Linked DNA regions of Gossypium hirsutum: region 1 is linked to region 2. The links are chromatin contacts, called in public Hi-C maps. All regions are on one chromosome and are shown on one strand. Each heading gives the region's core, a stretch centred on a gene start, on an enhancer-like site or on the middle of the called end of the contact. The rest is flanking DNA. Distances are from core to core; before and after follow the strand shown.

Evidence for each region. A called contact is a pair of places that touch in the nucleus more often than the background predicts.
Region 1: a Hi-C map of leaf shows a contact between it and region 2, with 5 times the contacts expected there. The contact joins the promoter of LOC107922229 here to the promoter of LOC107920928 in region 2. A contact is called at or near these places in 3 of 34 Hi-C or Micro-C datasets (anther, callus and leaf).

Annotation. Positions count from the first base shown.
Region 1 is chrD01:52,787,291-52,793,816 of Gossypium_hirsutum_v2.1, reverse strand. It overlaps LOC107922229 (T-complex protein 1 subunit epsilon), which reads right to left and starts at 2,605. Exons shown (of 9, transcript XM_016852145.2): 1 at 2,304-2,605; 2 at 1,553-1,871; 3 at 487-835; 4 at 182-314; 5 at 5-57. The coding sequence starts at 2,502.
Region 2 is chrD01:52,615,754-52,622,156 of Gossypium_hirsutum_v2.1, reverse strand. It overlaps LOC107920928, which reads right to left and starts at 3,047. Exons shown (of 2, transcript XM_016850763.2): 1 at 2,561-3,047; 2 at 2,062-2,357. The coding sequence starts at 2,665. The coding sequence ends at 2,271.

The DNA of each region.
Region 1 (6,526 bases), core at 1,356-3,855, 170 kb before region 2:
ATACCCTTCCCAACTTTTCTGGGGTCAACTCCTGGAACCTTGGTACAATCCTTCCACCTATGAAGATAAATATAATTAGATCGCTGATACAATTGCACACTACATCAGCCGCTAAATCTTTATCTATCAAGAATTCGGCTGACATGTCCTTAAATGAAAATAAGCCATAATCAAAACAAACCCGTAGCTATTGCTATGAGCTCCAACTCCACACCACCAACCCATCTGACAGCAGGCAAGTTCCGGTGCATTAATAAATGATTTGCCTCATCATCAAACCCCCATTGACAGATAACCAAGGTGGCACCAACATCCTGCAACAACATTACTATCAGAACAAGTTCTCTACCTCAGAATTGCAACAATAAGACACCCGCTTCCCCATCTCCCCAAAGAGAATAATCTAAAGAAAGAAAGAATGTGAAAGATGAAAGATAAACCTAAATTGAGAAAGACACTCCACAGAACATAAGTCAGCAGCCATACCTTGCACTTCTGAACCATGTCATCAAAATACTTTTGCTCTTGCAGACGCAAAGTTTGAAACTTCTCCACCGTATCAATGTCTACCTTATGTTTGGTCTTTGGCTTAGGGGGCTCAAATGGGCAAGTTAATATGGCAATTTTAGCATCTTCAATTTGCTTTGGCATCTGTGGATGACTCATGTCCTTATCAACAGTGATTCCATATATTAGCTCAGTATCCTCCAATTTTCCCCCAACTTTCCCCTCAACCTTAATCATATCTAAATTGACATCTTTCCTCTCTAGATCAGCAACAGAAAGAACTGCTTTAACAGAAATCTCAGCCAAATGGCGCTTGCATCGGTTCACACTGCAAAATAACAAATCCTCTTCTCAATACTACCAAGTTTATGAACTGCTAGATGGCAGAAAGAGCTAATTTAATTGAATGAAGTGCCACATAATTCAGTTGGTTCAATGGTCCTTCACAAATACCCTACCACAACCAAAACAACCCTGAACATTTCTGATTTGCAAACACAATAAATCAACACAGATTTTATTTGAGGATGAGTAAGCCCAAATGATTACTGATCAAGATTAACCAATATCCTAGCAAGGTAAGGTGTTAAACAAACATTAGACACGGTGTTCTTGCCATACAAAACGATGCTACCACCTGGCATCTGTTTAACAGTTCCATGACATAATTTGCTAAAGAGAATATTAATGGCACCTTGTACTGAACAAAGTATTATCTTAAGAAAAATCTTTATTCAATTGCAGACTACAATACAAGAAGAAAAGCTAAACAAATCGATTACATTTAACATCATACTAACAACACAATGCATCCATAATTATGTAATCTGATCTGGCAAATCCTAGTGGGGGAGACAGGATATTGCAAATAGAAAAAATATAGGATAGGATAATAGCATATACATATTAATTAACCTTCAGACAGAAAAGCACCATCTTGAAACAAATTAGACATGATCATGCATTATGGCAATCCAACCATTGCTAAGGGCAACAGAAAATGTAGAGTAAAGAAATGGACAGGAAAAAGAGCTAGGAAATTTACATTTTTGAGGACAAAGTGGTCATGCATGTTTGAACCAAAGGCTCTATATTTGATGCTCCAAAATCAAACTTCTGAGATATGTGCTCCAAATGCTCAACGGCGATTCTTGAAGCCATTTCATACCCCTCTGCAATTCGTATGGGATGAATCCCACGTTCTAATAACCGCTCTGCCTGCTCTAGAAGTGCTCCAGCCATGACAACAACACCAGTTGTTCCATCACCAATTTCGTAATCCTGACTCCGAGATAGTTCAACCATCAACTTAGCAATTTGGTTGTCAACATCCATCTGCTCCAATATTGTTGCCCCGTCATTTGCTGAAAAACATCCATGAAAAAGAAAAAAAAAACACATCAGGGAACTTTGAACAGGATATAGCATAGGACTTCACCAATAAATATGAAATACTTAACTTTACACATTTACCCCAGAAATATAAAGTTCACGAAAATCTCACCGGAAACATTAAGCTTATAACTTTATGTTAGCAAAGTGTTATCTATACCAAAGCATCCAGTTCAAAAACTAAGTTCAATAAAGTAACTACAAGCGCTTAAAATTACCAATAAAGCATACATTCCTCTTCTCAAGTAGCTTACTTTAACTAACGTCTCATTTGGAAGCTCAAACTCAAACAGATCCATAACCGAAAAATCGTTTTAAGACCTAATCGAGTAACGAGAAGCCTAATGATCAAGCATAAATTTAGCGGGGGGAAAAAATAAAGAAAGAGGTGGAAAGGAGTTAACTGATGGTAACATCGCCATCGGGGCTTTGGAGAATCTTATCCATGCCCTTGGGTCCGAGAGAGGTTCGGAGGATCCGGGCAACGGCTTTGCCAGCGGAAATGTTGGCTTTTTGGGCATCGATCCCTCTCAGCCTGGTTTTCTGGTCTTGCTCTTTGAGTATAATGAAGGGTCTCCCGTACTCATCGAAAGCCAACGCCATTTCCTCAAAGCTTTAGTTGCTGCTGCTTCTTTGAAGAGTTTAGGGTGAGAAAGAGAGCAAAATGTAGGCTTGCTTTTCGGCTTTTCCGTATTTTGAAAACCCCTAACTATCTTTTTAGAAATTTAATTTGGGCTTTCTTTGGTTGGGCTTAGCTCTAATTTGTCACATCGGGTTATCTCACATTTCCCGCAAGTCTAATTATAATATTTATATATTATTATAAAACACGGGTTAACATTAATATTTAAATTGAGGAAAGTAGTAAAGAAATTAAAATATATTATGAAAGTATGATTGATTAAGAAAATTCTTGCTTTAATAAATTTATATTAATAGAAGGTTTTTTAAATCAAATTAAATAATTTAATCTTTTATCAAATACGCAGATAATATTGAGAATAATTTGCATTTTTGTTTAGTTATAGGGATTAAATTGAATGTTCAATAATCAATGAAGGACCCAATTATCAATTAATCCTTTTTAAGAATTTAGAGAGCAAATTGGAGATGTTAGATAAATTTAAAAAAATTAATTAAACATTAAAAATTTAAGTATTGAATTTAAATTATAAAATATATTTGATATATTTCTTAAAATTAAGTATAGAATATGATTATGAGTTTAATGAATTTAAATTTAAATTTTTAAAAATAAAGTATTTAAATAATAATACTAAAAGAAATTAAATAAAATAGCAAACATACTTAAAAATTTAAATCACTGAAAATATTAAATTTTAGTTTATTTAATTTTCTTTTCTATAGGTTATAAAAAAATACTAAGTCTGATGTCCAAGTAAAGGGGAAAAAAACCCAAAGCTAAAACTAAAAAATGCCAAAAAAAAAAATAATGTGAGGTTAGATTTATTTTATTTTTTAGATTAATATAATTAGCTTAAATTATATTAGTATAACTAGATCTTTAATTTAGTTAAGATAGTTAGTTTCCCCTGCGATTAATTAATATAAAAAATATATTTTTATATAGAATAAATTTATACATGGTATAAATTTGAAATTAAAAATAATAATTGGTAACTAATATTTTTAAGAAATAAAAATTACATTTTTATTTTTGATTGCAAATAGTTTAATTTTTTAACATTATTATTAAAAATTTTAAATTTGTTTGTTTGTAACATACTTTATTACATATATGTCACTTATTAAATAATAATTTTTAATTATTTCATATTTTCAAGTTTTGTAAAAAATTTGTAGAGTATTAAACTTTAAATATATATAAATTAATATTTTATAAATATTTTTATATTATTGTTATTTAAAAGTTTATTTGGATTAATGTCATTCACCAACGAGCTATAATTCAAATTTTATAAAGTATTTAATATTGATTCCAAAGGAACAATAATTTTTATCTTCATTCCTAAACTATAGCTTAATCTCCTAATTGCTTAAATTTCTAATGCAAATTTTAATAATTTAAAGAATAAAAACTTTATTATTTCCTTTTTTTTAATATTTAGTCTTACATATTGTTTATTTGCAATGGTGTATAATTTATTTCATTACATTTATTATTAATTTTAAACTATTTGCTATATGCATGTTAAAAAGGTTTTACTTGTTTATTTCATTTCATTTATTAATAATGAAACCCTTATTAAAATTTAAATTATTGTATATATTATGCAAGCTTAATTACCGAAATAAAGGGATTTGACTCATTAATTGGGGACTACTTGTCACAAATATAAATATGTCACATAAGAAAATTACACTTTTTTAGGTAATGTATATGATTGAGAAATTAAATTAATAGGTTAGATAATAATATAAATTTTAATTGAGATAAATAGGAGTTTAAATTGAATTAGGTAATTAGAGTTTAATTTATGACTTTAATTAATAGGTTAAATAATAATTTAGATTTTAATTAAGATAATTAGGAGTTTAAATTAAATTAGGAGAATTAGGGTTTTAATTTATTTAAAATACTTAATAATTTAGATGATAATTTAGATTTTAATTAAGATAATTAGGAGTTTAAGGTTTCTCAAGTTGGAGACTGACTGTTGGTTGGGCTACCTGAACCAATCATGGGTTTCTCGAGTCAAATTTGACCTACCTGGGTTGAGATTTTATGCCCTTAGGGAAGTATTATTATTATGCTTGTAAATTTTCGAATAAATTGGGTTATATATAATTCTATAATTAAATTATTATTTTTATATAATTATCATTAATGGTTTTTGCACAAAAAACAAAATGAACAGAGCAAATATTGGCTCATTAATTACTAATATTTAACTAATACTAAGTTACATCATAAGGGTAAATTTTGATGTGGAAAGACAACTTATATTAGTAGGTAATCTAAAATGCTCATAGTATAATGACTCAAAATGAGCATTTAATTCAAAGGACTATTATATTGTCTATTAAGTCCAATTAAGAAGATACATTATCTTGGGTTCCAGAACGAATGACTTCTAGAAAAATAGAGACATAGGAGTGATTCTCTAGATTGACAATGCATTGAAAATGATCCAAGTTAAATTTATCCTAGATTTATTTATGGATTTATTCACTTGTGATATTTATAGTGGAGTTAATCATGAGTAAATGACTGACTATGTGTATGTAAATCATATACTTTGATATATTGAAAACCTATGCTCAATTGTTATCAAAGCCTAAAGTTAGTATGCTGGGTATATGACTTATGGATGACATGACTTCTTTTACAATAGTGAAATTCATACTCAATTAAAGAGTAAATAGTATCCTCTCATTGACATTACATGGGTTATAAAAAAGAATGTGGTCATGGGACAATCAACATGGATGAATTATTGTTATTACTATTTGTAGTGATAATATTTTTCATTGTGGAAGATGCAGTGCTTACCACAAGATAAAATAAGATCATATTGAGAGAATGATTTTAACCCAAAAAGATTAAGGATATCCTATGAGAGTAACACACTAATGACAAGGTCATTGGACAAAGCATAAATCTAAGTTATTTTTGTAATGGCATATTATAACGATCTAGATTCTAGTGGTGTCAAAAAATGCAATTTCAGAACCTTGTTTTTGTAAACTAAGTCTGTAAATATTAAATAGAGATATTATGGAGTTAGTATATAGATATATTGTAACACCCCTAACCTGTATCCGTCACCGGAACAAGGTTACGGAGTATTACCGGAGTTTACAGTACAAACAAATAGAATTTCGAACATTTCATAACATATCAAAATTCATATAAAAACCAATCAAAATCATACATATTGTCCCTTATACGAGCTCTCGAGGCCCAAAATACATATTAGAAACAAATCGGGACTAAATTAGAAACTCAAAGAATTTTTCAGAAAATATTAAAAATTTTCAAAGCTACAGGGTTCACACTGCCAAGAGAGACGCCCGTGTCTTAGGCCGTGTGGGCATTCGAAATGAGCACACACGTCCGTGTCCCAGCCCGTGTCCGTGCCCGTGTAACTCTATGACTTTGTCATACGGCCAAGCCACACGTCTATGTGCTAGGCCGTGTACCTTTCGAAGTAACCTCACATTCCCGTATGCCAGGCCGTATGCTAGGCCGTGTAACAACCTGACTTGCAACCCTTTTGAAAGCTACAGGGGACACACGACTGAGACACACACCCGTGTCTCTGCCCGTGTGGACGAAAATAGGCTATTTTACAAGTCATTTTTCTCACCCAATTTGGCATCAACCTACATTCAACTTTGTGCACATAAACAAGTCATATTAAGGCATCTAACACAAGCATAATCAAGCCTTATACAAATGGTATGATCACATACTACCAATATGCCCTTAGGCACCTCAAATGACAATTATAAACATGTTTAACTGTGTATTTAATATAACCAAATGTTCAACTAACTTATATGCATACTTGCATCAATACATATCATGTAGATCACTTTACCAAAACATACCAATTGATGTTAAACATGCCCTTCAATTTCTCACATAATTAGACATATATGTCTTACATAACAAGGTACCAATTCACAACCAATTCAACAA
Region 2 (6,403 bases), core at 1,798-4,297:
AACTCTTGGCCAGCTTAAAAGCCATTGCCAACCTAAACACAACCAAGATTAACTTCCATACATCCATATCCCAGGACTTCTTTAATTCCTTGATTGTCTAGCACTGCAGGCATCCCCTTTTATGGTGAGAAAGATAGGGCATTGGCCTTTGAACTTTACAACTTTTAACCAGAAATTAAGGCAAAAGGGTGCACACTTTTAAAGAACACAACTTTGCACCTATTTTCATAGGCGATTTTGTTACTGTTAGTACGTAAATACCAACAATCGACATGGTAACCCACTCTGCCCTTGTTTAACTTGTTTGTAGCAGACAAATTGATTATGTACTTGGAAGTTGTCAGGCGATACAGGGCATGATTTCTTGCAAAGTCCTGGACAAAACAGGGGTTAAAACTACCATATATTTTCTTCCTAAGATCTCAAATTTGTAAAAGTTGCATATACGCGTGATACTCATATGTAACATTTGGACAGCAGCGAAAGGCAGGAAAAAACTGCTATTATGCATGAAATGTGTAACACATCTTTTTGCTTTTCATCAGAAAGAACATACATTTAAAAGCTTACTAGTTGTCACTCCTCATCTCATATCATTTGATCCGAACACCAGTAGCAAAATAAGCATATACACTTTTGGGGCGCGGAGGGAAAGGGGGGGGGGGAGAAAGATCAGTCAGGAATATTCAACCATTCATACGGGATAACACCAATTCAAGTGTTTTTCATTGCTATAACTTACGAATAGAGATCAATGGCTAAAACACGCCTGAAATGGAAAAAATACATGGAAAGTATAGGATGAAGTGCAAAACAACTAACAGCAGTTTGCTCTGCTAGTCGGTATGAATTGCATAAACAAAAATCAAACTAGCAAGTTTTTAGCAGATTCTGCACCAGCATGGCATGCTCAGACCATGTATTCATCATCACTGGCATAAAACTGGGTCCAGTTAAACTAAATATCCTTAGCAATCTCACTTCTCATCATGGGGAAAGTTAGCTTTGTAAAGCAGATATCATGACGGGAAAAAGAGGTAAATGGCTAAGATCAAAAGGCAAGCTTAAAAGTTAGCAATGAAGTTGAATGAGTAGAGTTTTTTTGAGATGCTTACAATATATGGATAGAGATCAAAGACATCTTATCATGTCTAAACAGGGTAGTAACCCATCAATCATTCACAATGAAGAAAATTAGTTTGGCAAAGGAGTTGATGGTAATAACCACATGTCAAACAGAGGTTATGACAGTAACATCGGGTGGTGTTCTTGATACATTGATGACAAATAGATATGGTAATACTACTATAAATGTGTTTCCAAATAAGATCTGATCTCTGATGCTTGACTATAAGAAATAACATCAAAGATGACACTTTTCATGCTAAACTTAAGGGTGTTGCTAAGCCTTATGAAACATACTGCACCCAATATCAAATAAAGAAATGTTTCCTTTAAGGATATTCCAAGTGCATTCAAATGTTGCTTGATTGTAATAGAATCGAACAGCTAACCAGCAGAAACAGCTGACCAGTTTTAGGAAAGAATTAACAAATCAAGTTAGAGAGGAAGGTGGTGCATATTATCAATATCAGCTAGCTATGTTACTCAGACTTAGATATGAGTGTCGGATATCAGTATGTATCTGACAGGGTGTTTCAATACTTTTTGAAGTTTTTTCATGTATTTGGAGATCCTCAAAGGGTCATATCCCCATAACAATGGTATATCTATTGGAGACAACTACTTCAAGAAAAAATGAAAAGGAACACAGTCAGCAAGTAAGATATATATCCAATACACAAAATGTACTAGTATTTTTCTCTCCCTCTCATCACTCTTTATTAAATTAAGGCACCATCTGAAAAACAAAAGATAGAAGTCTGGTTCTCACTTATTCCACAAGAGAGATTTGTAATCAAAATCCTACACGATTAACGAAATGCGTTCAATAACCAACATAATGGAATTTATAAATCCCTGATTTTCCTTTATCATGACTAATGCACATGAGAAATACAGACATATAACATAAACACAAAACAAAAAAACAAAAATTCATCAATTTCAAACAGGTAGTGATGGCATTTATGAAGCAGAAAGAAACAACAATTCGTCCATGGCATGTCATGGGGTTATCCAGCTCATCATCAAAGGCAATATTATGGTTTTCAACCACAGTTCCACTTGAGTCTAATTAAAACAAATCGGGCTTAAAATAGTTGGGAAAAAAGAAGAAGAAAGAAACAGCAACGACAACAACGCAGAATTTACGCGAGACGCTCATTCTGCTTGGCTTGATGAAGCAGCTCCTCCCTCATTCTCCTGATCTCCGCTTCACTATTCAGTCTCTCTTTCTGCAAACACAACAATTATTCCAAAAACAATAATAATAAGGATAGAATCTAGGGTTTCAACTTTTAATCGATCTGAAAATGAAAAAATAAGTGACAATTTGTCTCAGAATTGAAAAGAAAAAGAAAAGCATTTCAATGGGCATATAGTTCGGATTTTTAAAACAAGAAAAGAAATTGAAATGTGGAAAGGGGGTTTCGAGAACCTTCTCGTCTTGGTGGAGAGCGATCCAAACGTGGACTTTTTCCATAGATTGCCAGAAAACGAAGGCGCCTAATGACATTCCAAAGTAGGTGGCTACTCTCACCATTTCTGTCTTCTCTGCTTCACCGACTATTCAGGCTGTTCTTTCGAGATTCGATTCTCAGCAGATTTTCATCCTATTTGTAAACCAGTGTTCTTCAAAATCCGAGTCCCTAAACGACGCCGTACAACCAATATTTTCCTTCGCTTTTGGTTCACTTGCTGCAATATTTCATTCTTTGGACAACATTTGATCCAGGCCCTCTACTTTGTCATTCTTCTAAATTTAGTTTCTTTACTTAAAATGTTAAAAGAAAAATATTTCATTTTCCAATTTAACAATTCTAATCATTAAAACATCATTAGTATTTTCTATTAAAATTTTCTTAATGTCAAATATGATTATTGAGTTGATAATAATTTGGTTTCAAAGTTGATATGATTGCATTAGCATATAAATAATAAATTTTGATAAAAAAAATCTCATAGCTATCACAGAGCTAGGGGTGGCCCCACCTTAAAATGAAAATTTTCATTTTTAAAATTTTTATATTTTTATAAAATTTTAAATTACTATAAGGTAAATTTGCACTTCGGTTCCCTAAAAACAATAAATGTTTGATTTAGTCTTTTAAAAATTATAAGATATAGGCTATTAAAATGGTGAAATTGTATTTTTTTCTATCGTGAAAATATACAACTTAATTTCAACCCCAAAAAATTTTGCTGGCTTCCCCCTTACTTATGGTATATGATTAAATTAAAATATTTAATTAAAAATTACGAAATTGTTTTGATTTTTTAACAAAAGGACAAATCTAATTATGTAACACCCCATACTCGACCTAATCTTCGAGTCTGAGCTATAGGATGCCACATCCGTTGCTGGAGCAACTACGATTCAATTTACCCTTTTATATATGCTATTAACAATATTATTCAATCATAAATGGTTTTCCATCATTTTCAGGTATTATACAAGCTTACTGAAGCTCTTTCACTAACTGAAGGTCAAGTTAGGACCAAATTGTAAATTTTCAAAATTATCAGGTTGATGTCGTGACTTCAGGGGTTCCAGGTCGCAATGCCACTCACTGACTTGTCCTCATCACGATGTTAAAGGAAATTATGTCCGCATGCAATGGCATGTCCTTTAGACAGATCTAGTGAACTTAATTAGTTTATTATTTTCCTATTTTCAAGCTTTTAGGTTGGACGTATCATTGCAGGGATTCAACTAGATTTGCAACCTATTTGTGAGTCACTTCTTGCCTCGGGTTTAACATGAATGTCATACTTGGACTTCTTGGAGGTCTTGAATTTAAATGAGTATTGGGAGTTAATTGAGAAAAATAGTGAGTTGGTGGAATCTATTGGAAATTCTGGAAATTTTGTGATTGTTGAGCAATTAGTTAAGTATCAATTCTGGTTTGGTTAGATTCAACTGACAGGTTCCTTAGTGGGAGACACAATGATTGTCGATGGATGGCTAATAGAAATTTGAAGATCGTGTGAAGGGAGTTATATATTTAGGCGAGGGGATATTCTTGCTAAAGGAATTCCTCTCAATTAGGTTTACAATTTCCTTCTCATCTGCATTGTCTTCTTCAATATTTTCGAAGAAGAAGAAGAATAAGTTAATGAGAATGCTGCATGGAGCAGAGATCATGAGATTTGGAGTCTGAGAGTAGAAAATCTAAGGAAATGGTAAGCCTTCTTATCTTTTCTAGTACTCGTGGTTTAGAGGAAGAGAGGGTAAAGAACTCCTAATAAGTTGTCGTAAACTGGGTTTTGGGTTTTAAGGTTTTAACACCTCTGATTTAACCTATATATGGTTGTCGTGCTAAGATGTCAAGATGATGGAGGCTCTGGTATTTTGAAAAGTAAAGATGTCAAGGATGAAGTAGTTCAGGTGAGTTTTTGTACTCTATTCTTGGATGATTAAGGATGAGTGATGCTTGATTAATCTTTGTTTTCATCTACTCTGAGTTCCATTAGAAACCTATGATGGTATGTGATTTTGGTGTGTGAGCATGATATACGTGTCTAAGGTAGTATGAATTCATGAAAATATGCAAGTACGTCTGTATGATAGGACTGAATATGGCTGTAATAAAGTGTGGTGTACTCTTTAAGGTAGTATTATCTACATTGTAATGCATGATTATGTCATATGCAGAGCACAGAGGGAAGTATATTGGTGGGATAGTTGAAGATAAGAAAAATTGACGTATTGGAGGAATGGGTGGATTGTTATAGGATTCTACTAGCTTGCTAGAGCAATTCCGTGACAACGATCTATTAACTCTATAGAGCGATACCGTGACGACAGTTATCAATTGGTCCTTTAGAGAGACATTGTGTAAACGGTTTATAGGTCCTCCAAGGTGACACCTTGAAAGAGGTTTATTGATTTCTCAGAATCGGAAGTCTGCTAGGATAGTAAACATGATATCATATTGTGCAAGACCATAGCTAAGTGTCGCGTGTGAAATGATATGCGGATTGTGCAAGTATATACATCGAATCAAGTAATAAAGTGATAAGTGAGATCGTCTCCACAGGGATTAGAACGGTATAATTTGGTCAAGTTATTAGAATGAGTATGATTAATGTTATGACAAAAATAATAAGAGTGCAGTGGTAATTTGAAGGAATAATGATGTGTGCAATATGTGTAACTGATAAATACTGGAAAATGCTATGATAAGACAAGAGAAAGAATGCAATTGCAATTTCGAGAAAAGTTACGTGAATAATATGCAAACGAATAATTAAACGACTAAGAATGCCATGGCAAAGATACTATGGTAAAGGATAGAGGGTCTACTATATTGATTTAGAAGGTTGGGATTACTAAGAATCTGCCCTTGCTAGAAGTAATACCTCGGCAAAACCACACTCAATCTACTGCTCAGAAGAGTTCTAAAATGGTCTGCTTCTTTCGAGAACAAGACCTCAAGTTACCTAGCCTTAAGCGCTATATGTCTATAGGCCTTCAGCACGGTACCCTGCATTGTTTTGTTTTCTTTTCGTATGAACGTTACTCTATGTCTAAAGGCTGTTACAAGTATTTGGTCGAACACTTGCTCCTATCATTCAATTTCACTCTCATTAACCTAACCTTGTCAGAATTAGATTAATTTAATGAACATGTCGTACATCCATCTATGTCTAGAGTTTGCAAACATGCAATTTAATAAAAAAACCATTGAATTAAATAGTGTATTAAAGTAGATCTATGCTTCAGTCATTAAAGAAAATAAGAGTTTCATTAAGTAATCCCAACCCTATGAGATTTAGTTCATGGGGTGGCAATTAAAATTCAAATCCAAAATAACATTCAACATCGTTTTCATCAAGTCAATTCACAAAGAGTAATAAATAAATAAATAACAGAAGAATTTTGAGAAGATAGTATGATCTGATTCTGCTGTGACTTTCTTCTGTTTACCTTTTTTAGGTGTAGTATGCTTTTTAATTGATTCTGAATTCTTTCCATGGTTGAGTTTGGAGTTGTCCTCTTCTACAGTAATCTCTTGAACAACATCATCCAACTGTGTCCCACTTCTAAGAGTGATGGCTTCGCACTGTTCCTTCCCTTGTGTTCTCGAATTCTCGATATCACTTGGCAATGCTCCTTGTGTCCTCGAATTTAAAGCATTTGCTATCTGCCCCACTTGATTCTCAAGAGCTCTAAGGGGTACAGCCTGGCTCTGAATTACAACATCATTCTTGGCCATATATTCCTTCTCAAGGCTTCAATAGAGGTAGAAGATGATGCTTGACCCTGTTGAACATTTTG